Regions from separate parts of the Mus musculus genome. Here regions 2 and 3 are each linked to region 1. Evidence: chromatin contacts called from public HiChIP or PLAC-seq and promoter capture Hi-C data. All regions are on one chromosome and are shown on one strand. Each heading gives the region's core, a stretch centred on a gene start, on an enhancer-like site or on the middle of the called end of the contact. The rest is flanking DNA. Distances are from core to core; before and after follow the strand shown.

Evidence for each region. Promoter capture Hi-C pulls out the DNA fragments that hold promoters and counts their contacts. HiChIP or PLAC-seq counts read pairs in DNA pulled down with a chosen protein or histone mark.
Region 2: a promoter capture Hi-C map of stem cell-derived epiblast-like cells shows a contact between it and region 1, with 4 times the contacts expected there. The contact joins the promoter of Tmeff1 here to the promoter of Plppr1 in region 1. A contact is called at or near these places in 6 of 39 promoter capture datasets (cranial neural crest, frontonasal cranial neural crest, hippocampal neurons and 2 more).
Region 3: an H3K4me3 HiChIP or PLAC-seq map of embryonic hindbrain shows a contact between it and region 1, with 4 times the contacts expected there. The contact joins the enhancer-like site here to the promoter of Plppr1 in region 1. A contact is called at or near these places in 6 of 115 datasets of contacts at active chromatin or transcription factors (differentiating embryonic stem cells, embryonic forebrain, embryonic hindbrain and 3 more).

Annotation. Positions count from the first base shown.
Region 1 is chr4:49,057,724-49,062,030 of GRCm38.p6, reverse strand. It overlaps Plppr1 (phospholipid phosphatase related 1), which reads right to left and starts at 2,569. Exons shown (of 8, transcript NM_178756.4): 1 at 2,414-2,569.
Region 2 is chr4:48,582,822-48,587,128 of GRCm38.p6, reverse strand. Tmeff1 (transmembrane protein with EGF-like and two follistatin-like domains 1) reads right to left here and starts at 1,955. Exons shown (of 10, transcript NM_001356272.1): 1 at 1,488-1,955. The coding sequence starts at 1,659.
Region 3 is chr4:48,723,656-48,727,962 of GRCm38.p6, reverse strand. No RefSeq gene overlaps it. Among named protein-coding and RNA genes, the nearest start is that of Gm52718, 49 kb to the left of the region's middle. Within about 2 kb of position 2,137, at least 41 of the 459 cell types and tissues checked have an H3K27ac peak or open chromatin away from gene starts, as enhancers often do.

The DNA of each region.
Region 1 (4,307 bases), core at 1,320-3,819:
GTGCTGTTGGCACTCTGCTTATACTGCGGTCATTAAGTGAGTTGGTTATACACCAGGGGTGGTTTGCTCTTTCTTGAAGGTTTGAACCAGCTTTTACTCTCCTGGGTTTTGTTTTGTTTTTATTTTTTCCTTCAGCAACAAGTCCTGGTGCCTGTTCTCTAAACGCTGAGACAATCCAGAGGAAGGGTGAGGACTACACAGGTCATACGTCCGGAGCTCAGTACAGGGCAGAGACAGTGCAAGCTGACTGCTCTGTGTGTGCCAAGCCCAGATTTACCCACTGGCTGAAAACACTCTGAGGGCCAGAACTGGGTTCTAGATTTTGAGTGGCTTCTGGTACTGAGTGCAGGACACATGGTCAATAGGCACCTGTCAACAGAATCTGCGTGTTCAAAATAACTGCGTCTTGCAAAGGAAGAAAGAAAATATATTGTAGCAGATAAAGAACTCTAGGTAAGGGGAGAAAAAAAAAGCCAAAACCCTCCATCTTTTCCTGCCGAGAGTTTCGAGAATCAGGCTGAGACTGTCACCCTGAGGTAAGAATAACTAGCTTCTGGGAAGGTCTTTTCTTCCCTAGTTATTTGAAAAAGAACAAGCAAAAACACTTTTGGATTTCTTTCTCGCTGTACACTTCAATGGAGTCCTAAAGCTAGGCTTTTTCAGTCCTCTGTTTCCCTTGATCAACCCACCCCTGCCCCTCTATATTTTTCCTTTCCTCTTCCAAGCCTCACCCGGCAAAACAAGGTCTCTCATGTGAACTTTGTTAGTGAAGCTCATATATGTCACAGTGTCTCACATTTCAGTCCTAAAGTTATCAAAGCAAAATCATTGCCACCTGAAGGTCTGAGAGAAGGCCCCATGGCTATATGGTCCAGTCACTAATACTGGATCCCGGCCTCCAGCATTTCTTCTGCCAGCACCAGCTTCGCTTCAACACCAGACTCTAGCTTATAGAAGAGACAAAAACTGTACCCACGTGCATCCACCCAACCTTCCAGTCACAAACACGGCAGGATGGAGAAACGTGAACACATTTACTTTCTATACCTAAAAACCCAAACTTGTTTGTATAGTAAAGGCAAGTTTGGGAAGACCAAGTCTTTTGTGGTCCAGATGCAACAACCTGGGCACCTCCAAAGTAGATCCCACTCCATGAACAGGGACTGCCAACCACAGCCCCAGAAAGGAGAATGGAATCAGTGAACGCCTTACAGTGCCTGCCACTGGCCCTCATCCTGCCTTAATTGGCTGTCTGTTCACACCTCTTTAAATGCCTCTCGTTTGCCCCTCTTCTATTCCTCTTTGTCTGGCCTCACCTGCTGACCCAGTGTTGGCTACCTCAAAGGGCCCTTAGATTCCAGGCTTCCCCCAGTCGCAAGAGACCCTTGCTCAGAGTTCATCTCAGCGGGGACTGGCTTTTCAAATGGAAATTCTGTTCTCAGGACCTTTTCCCTGGTGCAGAAGAGAAATAGGTAGGGAAATAACTAGATAACTAGGTGGCAGGTGGCAAAGAATCTCCACAGAATAGGTTGAAAGCAAAAAAAAAAACCTGTATCCCCACAAAGACAAATAACAGCCCAGAATCCTACACGTAGTCCACACGTGTGTGCCACAAAATCCAGGGCAAAAATAAATTCCCAGATTCGCTTGACACCGCTGCCACACAGCTGTCTCAGCCCAGCTCCCAGATCTGCTGCAGTGGTGTTTGTGAAGACAGCGCCTTCTCCCGGGAGCAGAGACCCTGGGGCCCGGCGTTTCTAGGAGGTGATTACTCCAAGCCTTTCAATAACTCATCACTCATCCTGCACTGACCCGAGCCTCACCCTAGAAACTCGGTCACCGTCGAAGTCGACAAGAAAGCCCTTGGCCATCCTAATTCTCCAGGTGACACTGTTACTATGCGCCTGGAGCTCAGGAAAGAGAATCTCTGGCAGGTGCCCACGCCTGAGGCAAAATCAATGGCAACGCTTACAGCTAGGGGCTGAGAAATCTCAACCCCTGCTGGGGCGGTGGGTTTGACAACAGCTACTGGAAAGGTCTCCGGATCCCCACGCCCACCCCTGCAACCCTGCTGGGTATCTCGACCCAATGCAGTCTGAAGGGCGGAACCGGACCGAGAGAGCGCCTCCACGCCCCCTTTGTCTCCACGTTTTCCAAATGACAGGAGAGGAAAGTTTACGAGCCTGGACGGGGTAGCTTTCTTCTGGGTCCATCTGGCACCTCGCAGGAGCCGAGATCCTCGCTGGGATGGGATCGCGCTCTCCTCCTCGGAACAACCAGGGCATTACCTTCATCTGCACCTTGCAACCGGCAAGCCAGGCGTGGGCCACCTGAGTCGCTTCGTCCAGTCGGAAACCTGCCCCCTTCGCCCCAGTATGTCCAGCCTCAGCTGTGCCCCGGGCACCACACTCACCTTTGGCGGCCAAGCTTCCTTCCTTGCGCCCTATTGGGCGGACGGACTGCAGGCGGCGAGGTGCATTCAGGCAGCGGCTGCAGACGAGCTCCTCAGGCGCTGCTGCATTCCGCTTGCGTGGGAGAGCGAGCGGGCGAGCGCGCGGCACGGGCGTATGCGAGTGTGTGTGTTTGTGCGGTGTGTGTGTGTGTGTGCGCTCGTGGGCGGGGTGGGGGCGGGAGTGCGCGGGATCACAGATTCCCCTCGGCGACCATCCCTTGCTAAGCCTCCTCTGCTGCCTCCTCTTGTCGTTGGGTCCAGGTTTTGGGACCTCCCGTTTGTTTAATGAAAGGGAAGGAGCAAAAGGCCGGCGGGGAGGGGGCGTGGGGGGGCGTAGAGGCGGGGAGAGGACCGCGCATGCTCAGAGAGGGGCACCGAGCTTGCTCTCTCTCAAGAGCTGAAGCATGAAGCTTGCAGGGTTGTGCCCCAGGGAGTACCGGAGACTCTGCGGGGTTCCTGGAAGGCAGCCCGGGAATCCCGCTACCTAGGTGCTCCCTGAGCAGAGACGCCAGGGCTCCCGCGCTCTGGAAGCCAGTGGCAGGATCCCCACCCACCTAGGAGCCGCTTCTGCTTGCCAGTCTTTGGTAGCGCTGCGTTTTTCTTGCCTTGGATATTTTTAGTGCTTTCTCAAGCAATCTCTGAGGCCAAAGCATGATATATGCAGAGAAGTCCACAAGGAAACCCGGGCTGCAGGTGGCACCTGGACTAAAATGAGCTTTCTGACTTGGGTTTCCTTCTTCCCCCAACTTCCAGTCTGTGTTTAGCAAGGAGTAAGGGCAGGCAGTCCAGAGTCGTCCAGTCCAAACAGCTTTAACGGCTTCAGGGCAGAAAGGCACATAAAGGGTAGCGGAAGGAAGGTGACTCTCCAAGGACCCTGGATTCAGCCTTGTTCCGTGTCAAGATCCGATGGAGAAGACAGTTGCCTACTCAAGAGGGCAAAAAGAACAATGCAGCCATTGCCCCGCTTGTCTCCAGTGCCAAAGCAATTGTGGGCTCTCATAGGTTGAGGCTTCTGGCCCCTCTGCTAAGTGGAAGAACAACTGTTAGCTTAAGAAAGTCCAGTAAGAGAACTTGAGCCTGTAAAGGCACAGTAACCTGAAGCCACTGGACATTGGCAGGTGAGAGACTCAGCAAGTGGAGTGGAAACTTTCTCAGCGATGTTTGTGCACCAACAAGCGTCCATTTTCTTCTCACAGTTTAATCAAACAGCAGCAGCACACATAACCCCATTTGCTTCCCTACTTTAGAAAAAGACATCCCAAACAGGGGACTTTCTGGAACTCCCTTGCACTCACTTGTTTTTTTTTTTTATCCCTCCAAGGAAGAAGCACAGAAGATGGCCCTCTCTGGCAAATGTTTTCCAAGCTTTCCTTAAAGATCACTTCGGAGGGCTTCCACTGTGCACTTCTAGCAAGCAGATGCCTTCTTGATGAACTCTGACCTGTGTCCCATTTGTCTTCTCAATAATAATGCTGAGTGACACTTGAACAGCAGACAATTAGATCAAATCCTAGGACACACACAGAGGAGAGAAAACAGCATGTCTAAATACCACAAACAAAAGCAAAGTTCAGGAAGGGGCGGGGGGGGGGAACTAAGAACACCAGGATAGGAGGTTCTTAGAAAGAGTGCTGCCCAGGAAGTGTGGCAGGTGGCAATACCTTCCCCCTCATTGAGAATAAAGCTGAGTCCTTTGCTTAAAGAACAGTAACGTTGGATTTCCATCCACCCAGGAGGAAGATCAGGGTCTCCAATGAAACCTCTGACATATATTTGGGGCTCCTAACCATGACTGTTTTTATTTTTTTAATGTTTTGCTATTACAGTATTTAGAAATATCTAAGAGAGATCTGCA
Region 2 (4,307 bases), core at 706-3,205, 470 kb after region 1:
CAATTACGATTAGAAAAATAGAAGAGAGTTTATGGGTGGAAAGGCTTTTAATGGGCATGCCATTTTTATTAGTTCTCAAAACCTCTCATAAAACATACCATATGAAAATTACTAAAAAAGGTGTCCCCCACCACAAAAAAAAAAAAAAAAAAAAAAAAAAAAAAGGCCAGCATAAAGCCTCTTTCGCCTAAATCACTGTCCTATAAACATAGCCCCTTCACGAACTCCCAGGCTGTCTGTCAGGCCCCCACTAGCTGACTCTATCGACTCTCAGGTGCACCCCTCCTCCCCGCTTCAACCCTAGTTAAAAGGACAAGTGCTGGTCTGAGAAGTGATAAAAGCCCAAGTGAGCAAGGGCTGGCTTATGACCACTAGGTCTGCTGGGCCAGCTGCAAGCAGACCTACCCTCCCCCAAGAGAACCCGGAAGCCTCTGCTCGCCCGAGGGCCTGAATCCCCTGGCTCCCCTGGGACTCTTTCCAAAAGGACGGGGGAACTTTACTGGCCGGCCCCCTCCTCCCCTGTGTCATCCATTAAAACCCCAGCACGCTCTTTGTTTCCAACAGCTGTGGGAGGGCAGGCGGCCTTGGAGAGAGGGGAGAGGTCACTTACTCCCTGGCTCCCCTGGCTGCCAATCTTCCAGGTCCTCCTGCAAAACACACACACCACCATTGCCTCTCTTTCTACACCACTTTAATTAACCCGGGGTTACTCTAGCTACACAGGGGCACTCTCTGAGACCTAATTACCTTTCATACCCAAATCCCACACAAGATGACTCCCTAGCTCCCTCCCTCTGTCAAACTGGGTTCACTACTGGGCTCTCATCTCTTCACCCTATATACGTACTCCAGCGTGGTTACCTGAGCCTCAGGCTTTGTCCAGACACAACCAACAAAACACTTCCTGGGCCCTCCTGGGACTCCCTGCTGCCCTGATGCACAGAACCGTGGACAGATTTGGTCCCCACTGCACCCCTGAACCCAAAGGACAAACATAACCACTCCTTCTTTTTACCGGCATTACCCCTCTTAAAACCCAGGAACTCTTAAGAACCTCCCCACCAACACATGGTCAGTTCTCAGGCCCTTATCCTCAGTCCGCCAGTTCCTCACCATCACACTCACACACAAACACACACACACGCACACACTCCCCTTGAAGCCTAGCCGTCCTCCCTCCCTTGGGGCTTCACAACACTTTACACGCGCTTCCACGAGCAAACCCAGGATCACTGCTCCGTCTCGCGGAACCTCACCAGCTCACCACGCCGCAGGGCCGCCCTAGTCCCGGCCACTCGACACCTACGGACCCACAAACGACCACTCCCCATCCCCAACCCAGGTCCCCAAAGCCCGCACCGCGAACTCTCGTCCTGCCCTCCGCCCGGCCCCCGGGACTCCTCAGCACCCTGGTCCACACCGGGTCCTCCCGCGGCCCAGAACGGCGGAAGGGAGGAGCCCCAGAGGCGGGCGCCGGCGGCTCCTACCTGAGCAGTTGCTCTTGCCTCTGCCTCCCGGACAGTCCCCGCCGCCGCCCGCGGGCTGGTTGGACGCGCGGCTCCCGGGCAGGCAGAAGGCGAAGAGCAGAAGCACCGACGTGTAGCCGCAGACGGCGAGCGGGGGCGCGGCCGGCAGCCGGAGCGGCGCCTGGGCGCCCATGCTGTCGCGGCCGCACGGCGGGGAGCTCAGGGAGCGGCAGGCCGGGCACACCGGCCCCGCGCCGCCTCCTAGCAGCCGTGCAGCCGCCCGGGGCAGCCCCGCAGCATCCCCGCCAGGCCCCGGCCCTCCGCGCTCGGGACAGCCTCGTTGGGAGACCCCGGCGCGGGCGAGGGGCGCGGGCGCGCGAGGGCAGGGAGCGCGCCGCGTGGGGAACACGGAGCTGGGGCGCGCGCGGGGGGCGCGGGGCGGGGACGGACGCAGCTTCTAGCTCGCAGGCTCGCCTTCCCTTTGTGTCCGCGCGGCTGTCGCCGCCGCGTCACAAAGACCCCGGCCCGCCCGGTGAGGGGCGCGTGACGGAGCCGCGGGCGGGGAGGGAGCGGCGACCCCGCCCCGCGCACACCCCCGGCGCCGAGCTCCGCCCCTCCCGGGGAGCCATTGTTCCTGAGGCGGGCGGGGGCGCGGGCCGGGGTCGCCGATCCCTCCGGCTGGCCGGACGGCGCCGAGGATACTGGAGAGAGCTTCGGGACGGTGTCTCAGAAGCCCTTTGTGAGCCTTTCCCACGCGCCTTCTAACCCTGCACGAGCTCGGGTGGTCTTTCGTGTGTTTTCCAGGTGGAGTTAAAGGCAAAAGGTGACTTGTCCAAGGTCAGTCACATCCCAAGAAATGGGCAGGATCGGGATTGGTACCTAGTGCTCACTCCCGCTGTGCACTTCTCCGGGGAAAAGGCTTAATCCCCAAGACTCGCCCCACCGGGTTCCTGGATAACTACATCTCTCGGCTGAATCTTTAAAGTGCGTTGCCCTTTCCGCGCATAATAGCAAAGATTTAGAGCGGATTTGCTATATCCAAGGCCTAGAGGAAGCTCTTAGCCTGTATCCTCTCCAGTTCTATTTCACAGCCCTACAAAGGAGTTCCCATACTGGTTTTCTGCCTTCCCCAAATCAGGAAGTTGGGACCAAGAGTCTTCCAGCTGTCTGGAGCCCAGTACAGTCCTCTGCAGCCCTCACCTTGCTAGATGATAACTTTACACAGGCAATAAGACCATAGGCCAAATTTTTGGAAATTTTCCGCTTTGTTCGAAGTCTGTTATTGTTGCCCACTTCAGAAGGAATTCTAGAATTTCATTGTAAAATTAAGAAAATTGCAAAAAGGACACTTGAAGAAAGCTACAATCTAAATACAAAACAAACACTGAACATAGAAGTAAAGACAAGGAGGCTTTGAGAAGTCCAGGCAAGGGAGAAAGCTTTGGAGACCAGCAAGAGATAGCCGGCAGCTGAGAGCCCAGGCTGCTTTTGCAGAGGCCCCAGCTTGGATTCCCACAGCATCACAACCATCTGTAAACACTGTACCAAGAACTCTCTTCTGGCCTCAAAGGGCAGTGTAGGCATGTGGTATAGATATGCATCAAACAAAACACCCATATACATTACAAATAAACTTATTTTCAAAAAAAATTTAAAGCCACTAGCAACAAAGGGAAAGATATTTAAACCAAAAAGTTACCCCTCTGGATGATTATTAAAAAGTTAGAAAGACTGACAAACTTAGCACTATTCATGCATACATTTTGGAGGGCGCGGCAACCTAAATATGAAGAAAAAAACTAAATTTGTTTTCCTAACAATACCAATATTGGAATTTTTGCTTTAGAGATGGTTGAACAAGACACAACAATGAATAAAGGAAGATTTTCATGACAGCTTTTGTGTAACAGTAAAATATGACCCCGGTGGTCATCTTTGTGTATAGATTTTGATAATGATTAGGTTAATGATGAATGGTATAGAAACAGGGATACTGGAGACTGGAGAGATGGTTCAGTGATGGAGTCCTTCCTAGGTTTGGTTCTCAGCGGCCACATCAGGTGATGCCCAACTGCCTGTGACTCCAGTTCCCGGCAGTCTGAAGCACATAAACCCATATAGGCACACATCAATAAATAAATGCTCTTTAAAGAAAAGAAAACCTTTCTTTTCTAAACTATACATATGTACCAACCCAAAGAAAGAGCAAGACTGCTTTACCCCATTACATTACCACTGACTCTGGAAAAGAGGATTGTGGGTGATAGGTACTTGCCGCTCATATTTTTCTGTTGAGTTTTTTTTCAATGAAAAGGTTTTGTCATCATAATTTTAAAAACTATTTGCTGTTAAGTTGCACATCTGCCATGCTTTTTATCTAAATAGATCTGCATCTCCAACACCGTCTATAGTTTGCCTCCAGCCTCTGAGCTGTTAGCCTAGCACACTTCCTGATGCACTGAACCAAGAGTGATCCCAGCCCCTGCCTGCTCAGCCACAGCAGAGGCCTCCTCCTGTGGCCCAGCTCCCAGCAGCCTCTCTGTTAAAGCTTAATGTCACAGATGTCTCCTCCATGAACAGTGTCTTCACGCTCCCAGCCCCAGGATGCTGCCTTATGCAAATATTTCCATTTGCCTGCTAATCCTAGCCCAGGCAAAAATACTAAGAGGACACAACCTTAGTTTAAATTGAAAGCAAATAACCCTAGGTCTTGAATCACAATTCGCATCTGGATCCTTTTCCAGATCAGCTAAGGAAAAAGTCAAAATGGAGTTCTCCACATTTTTCACATTGGAAAAGATTCTGCGAGGGGACTTTACTCCAGGGAGAAAGGATCTCTCT
Region 3 (4,307 bases), core at 888-3,387, 330 kb after region 1:
CACTGTGTCCATGGTCACAATTAGCATTTGTTAGTTACCACATCTGCTCAACAAATCCTGTTAAGTATTTCTGTGGATTCTCTCTTTGAATCTTTTCAACAAAGCTAGAAGACTTCTATGAATACTAGCACCACAGAATGAGGGAGGTGATGTTTGGAGAGTTTTAACTTGGCCAAAGACTAGCTGATGGCCAGAGTGAGATAAAATAATCAGGCCTGAGCAGTCCTGGCCCTGGATTTGAACCTTTGTGAAGCCATATTTGTAAGACATTCAGTCAATGGTGACTTATTGTAGCAACACAAAATGGGGCAGGATTATATTGATAACAAGAAGTTTTAAATCTTTTTTTCCCCCTTGTGCTATGAGGAAAAAGAAAACTAGAATTTTTTTCACTTCAATTGTCCTAAACTAAACATTTAGACATTTAAAGTCTGATTTTCAAATGACGCCCCACACTATACCCACAAAAGTCACTCCGACATTCCTTCCTGACCAGGAGACTCACTAACAATGCTCAGTGTCAAATACACAAGGACTTGTAAGAGCAACCTCACCCCAGTCTTTGCATCTCTCGGCCTCATCCTGTTTCCCATCCCCTTCATACTTATGCCTCTTGTCTTTCTCTCCAGTGAATAACTTCGTCAGAGACAAAAATGGTCAAATGCAACTCTTTTCCACATATCTTAGTGGCAGCAGAAGAAAGCCAACATCCTTTGGTCGATTTGAATGAACACAACCCTTCAGTAGTTGAATGCTCATCAAACAATAGTTTTGATAACAAATGATCCCACTTGCAGCCTGTCATTAATCCATCATCAGGATTGAATTTTCCACGTGTAGGCAGAGCCTCTACATAGTGTCTTATGAGGCTGCCCTTTGATTTTCTAATCTAAGAGCAGAATCGCAGTACATTCTGAAGGCATCCTCATAGAAGCAAACAGCTCTATTAAAACCTGAAACACTGACACAGTTATTCTGAGCCAATTGGGCCATTATGTACACAAAACAAGATGAATGGTTCTAAATATGAGGCCGTACTTCCAACGAGCATGAAAAAGACACCTGATTTACTGCGGATGCAAGAGGCATTGTCATTCTGTGATATAGAGTCACTTGTCTTCACCGCAGACGATGAGGGAGTGATTCAATCGTGTTGGCTGGGCTTTTTTACTTTTACCATAATAATTATTATTGACAGATTCATTTGGGATAAGAAATGGTCTTTCAGAAAACACTAGGGATTGTAATAGAGCCCAAGGTGTGGACGCAGATGTGCATTATAAAGCAATATACGGCATAATGAGAAAAAGCATTCTTCCCTACTCTATTAATTGTGGACACTGCCTAGTAATCAAGAACTGCTGACCTCTCCAACCTCCAGCTAGAAGGTATTCCTGCGCTGGGATGCACCATGGCCTACGTACGAGCTTGAACGGATGTACTGCTGAGAACTTGCATGCTGATAATTCACTTGAACACAACCTGTCCACCGCCGCATTGTCTGAATATAATTTATCAAGAATATATAAACACTTCACACAGGTGAAGGTTCACCCAACGACATGATGCAATTGATAAACAGCTATGACAGCATTTTAATCAGCAGCTGTGAAGATGACTTTGAAAATATGGAAAATGCTTGCATCGTGGGATTACATGATCGCAGAATGCAAAACTGTCAGAACTTTAAAGATATATAATAACACAGAAGGGGGTAAGAGCAAGAAGGCATAAGCAAGCTGTTGTACTGACAGGGAGAATGACAGGCCATTTATTTTTTAATGTCCTCTAATGTTCCCGTGGTATTCTTATAATAAGAATTACTTTTTAATCAATCCCACCACGTCATGTGAAAAATCTACCCCTCACTGTAAAATCCATAGACTAAAATAAACCCTGCATGTGATAAATGCTGAAGCATGGTTTTTTCCAAGTTCAAAAATAGTGTTGGAATCTGCTAAGGAGTAGGCTCACATTATTCAATGTCAGATGCATTTACACTCGTATGTATTAGTAATTCGTTTGGTTGACTCTGCCTTTGCTGTTGCCATGGCAACCGTTTCCACTGCTATTAGTACCTCTGGGGCCCAGGATTGTTCACTTATTTTTAGGCCGTTTCTCTTCTAACAAAGCAATTAATGCTGCGCCTTGTCTGTGTCGGGAGCTCTAGTGAACTGTGCTGCCTTGGCGGTGGCTGAGTGTGCACTTTCCTTCCGGCTGCCTTGGACGGTGCTCTTGCTTACACCCTGGCAGCTCACCTCTGTAAATGAATTTTTACTGCTTCTAACTATAACATATTTAGATTTTTTTAAGTTTTGGTTACCATCCCACACATACACACACATACACACACACACACACACACACACACACACACATACTATTTTTCTCTCCACATCATCAATGAAAACACACTTTCATTAGTGGTTACTTGGGTCTGCTGCCACAGAAAAGAGTCAAAATGCCTTAGGGGAAGATTCTCGAGGCCTTTAGGGGCCTTCTGTGCAGGTGTGACAGGATTATACAATCTGAACCTGCCTATCTCCAGTTCCAAGGTGGTTACAAAAAGCTCAAACATCCCCCTGCCCTTTCTGCTGTTTGGAGTCATCTAATGGTCCTTTATAATTGAATATTGAGGTCAGAGACTGCCTTTTTTATATGTCAAATTAACCTTTAAATAGTAATGCCTTGTGTGGTTAGATTTAATATGAGGTGGAATTATAAATTTTTGTTAATTAATACCAGGTTCTCTGCAAGAGGAGGACACACTTCAGCCCCCAAACTTATAAAGTCATCTCTCCTGGGACCCATAGAAATGGCTCAGTGGATAACAGTTGCTATATAAGCCTGAGGGTTTGAGTTCAAATCCCCAGAATTCACATTAAGAAGCAGTACTTGGCTATGCATGTGTCTGGAAACTCAGCTCTGTAAAAGATGGCTAGAAGGATTGTTGGAGCTTGCCCAGCTCCAGGGTCAATGATAGCTAGTGTTTCATGATAAAAAGGTAGATAATAATAGAGTAGGGCACTGGACTTCCTCCTCTGGCATCCGTGGGTGTGCCTGGGCACACACACCCACAAACATTCATGGGTATATACTATGCACATATGCACCATACATATGTAGACACACACACACACAAGAAACAAGCAAAAATACCAACAAAATTCCTCTCCCATAGTAGTGACACTGATTTGTTCATGATTGAGGAACTCTTATTCATTTGTTTGGTTGGTTGATCAGGGTCTCACCATGTAACTCTGGCCGGCCTATAACTCACTACATAGAACAAGTATCTGCCTGCCTCTGCTTCTGCCTCCAGAGTGTGGGGTAAGCACTACCAGGCCCAGTTCCCTTAGCTTTATCACCTGTTTAAAATCTCTCCTTTAAGCAAAACCTTTCTGCCTTTCCAAATATCCAGACACTTTAGATTCTGCTATCAAGTTTTTAAAAATCTAGTAGGGCATGATGGCATATGCCTACAATCACAACACTTTTTAATCTGAGACAGGAAGTACATGCCTTCAAGACCAGTCTGAACCACAGAGCAACATGCTGTCGCAGAAAAAAATAAATCAAACTTAATACTCACCGACTTTCTAAGAAGAAGCTACAGTGAGAAAATGTCATAACTATGGACTGCCACTTTAATTAACACTTACTAGACCCTGGTCGTGCATACATGAGTGCATGTGTGTGTGTGTGTGTGTGTGTGTGTGTGTGTGTGTGTTGGAACATGATGGAGAATGTCAATAGCAACTAGAATTGTCTGGCATTGTGGAACTATTTTTATAATAGTTTTAAGAGTTTCAAATTAGTCAGGCGTAGTGGCGCACGCCTTTAATCCCAGCACTCAGGAGGCAGAGGCAGGTGGATTTCTGAGTTCGAGGCCAGCCTGGTCTACAAAGTGAGTTCCAGGACAGCCAGAGCTATACAGAGAAACCCTGTCTCAAAAAAACAAAAAAAAAAAAAAGAGTTTCAAATTGAAGTTTATTATTGAAAGCACAATTTTCTAGCCTAGTAGACAGCCTAAGGACAGCATGTGAGGGTGGGAGGGAGAATTTCAAAGGACATTTGTTCCACCATTTAAGGCACACTTGGAAAATGCACAAAAGATGGCATTTTAAAATGTCTCTCTCTCTCTCTCTTTTAATAGCTGCCTAGTATTAGCCTTCCCTCTGCCAATGCATACACACGGGAGACAAAACCAGCAGCCCATCAAAACACCAGCTGTCAGGAGAGACCAACTAACGACAACCTCCGCTAACTCAGGCCTAGCAATGTCTTCACATGGGCACGGTGCTCTT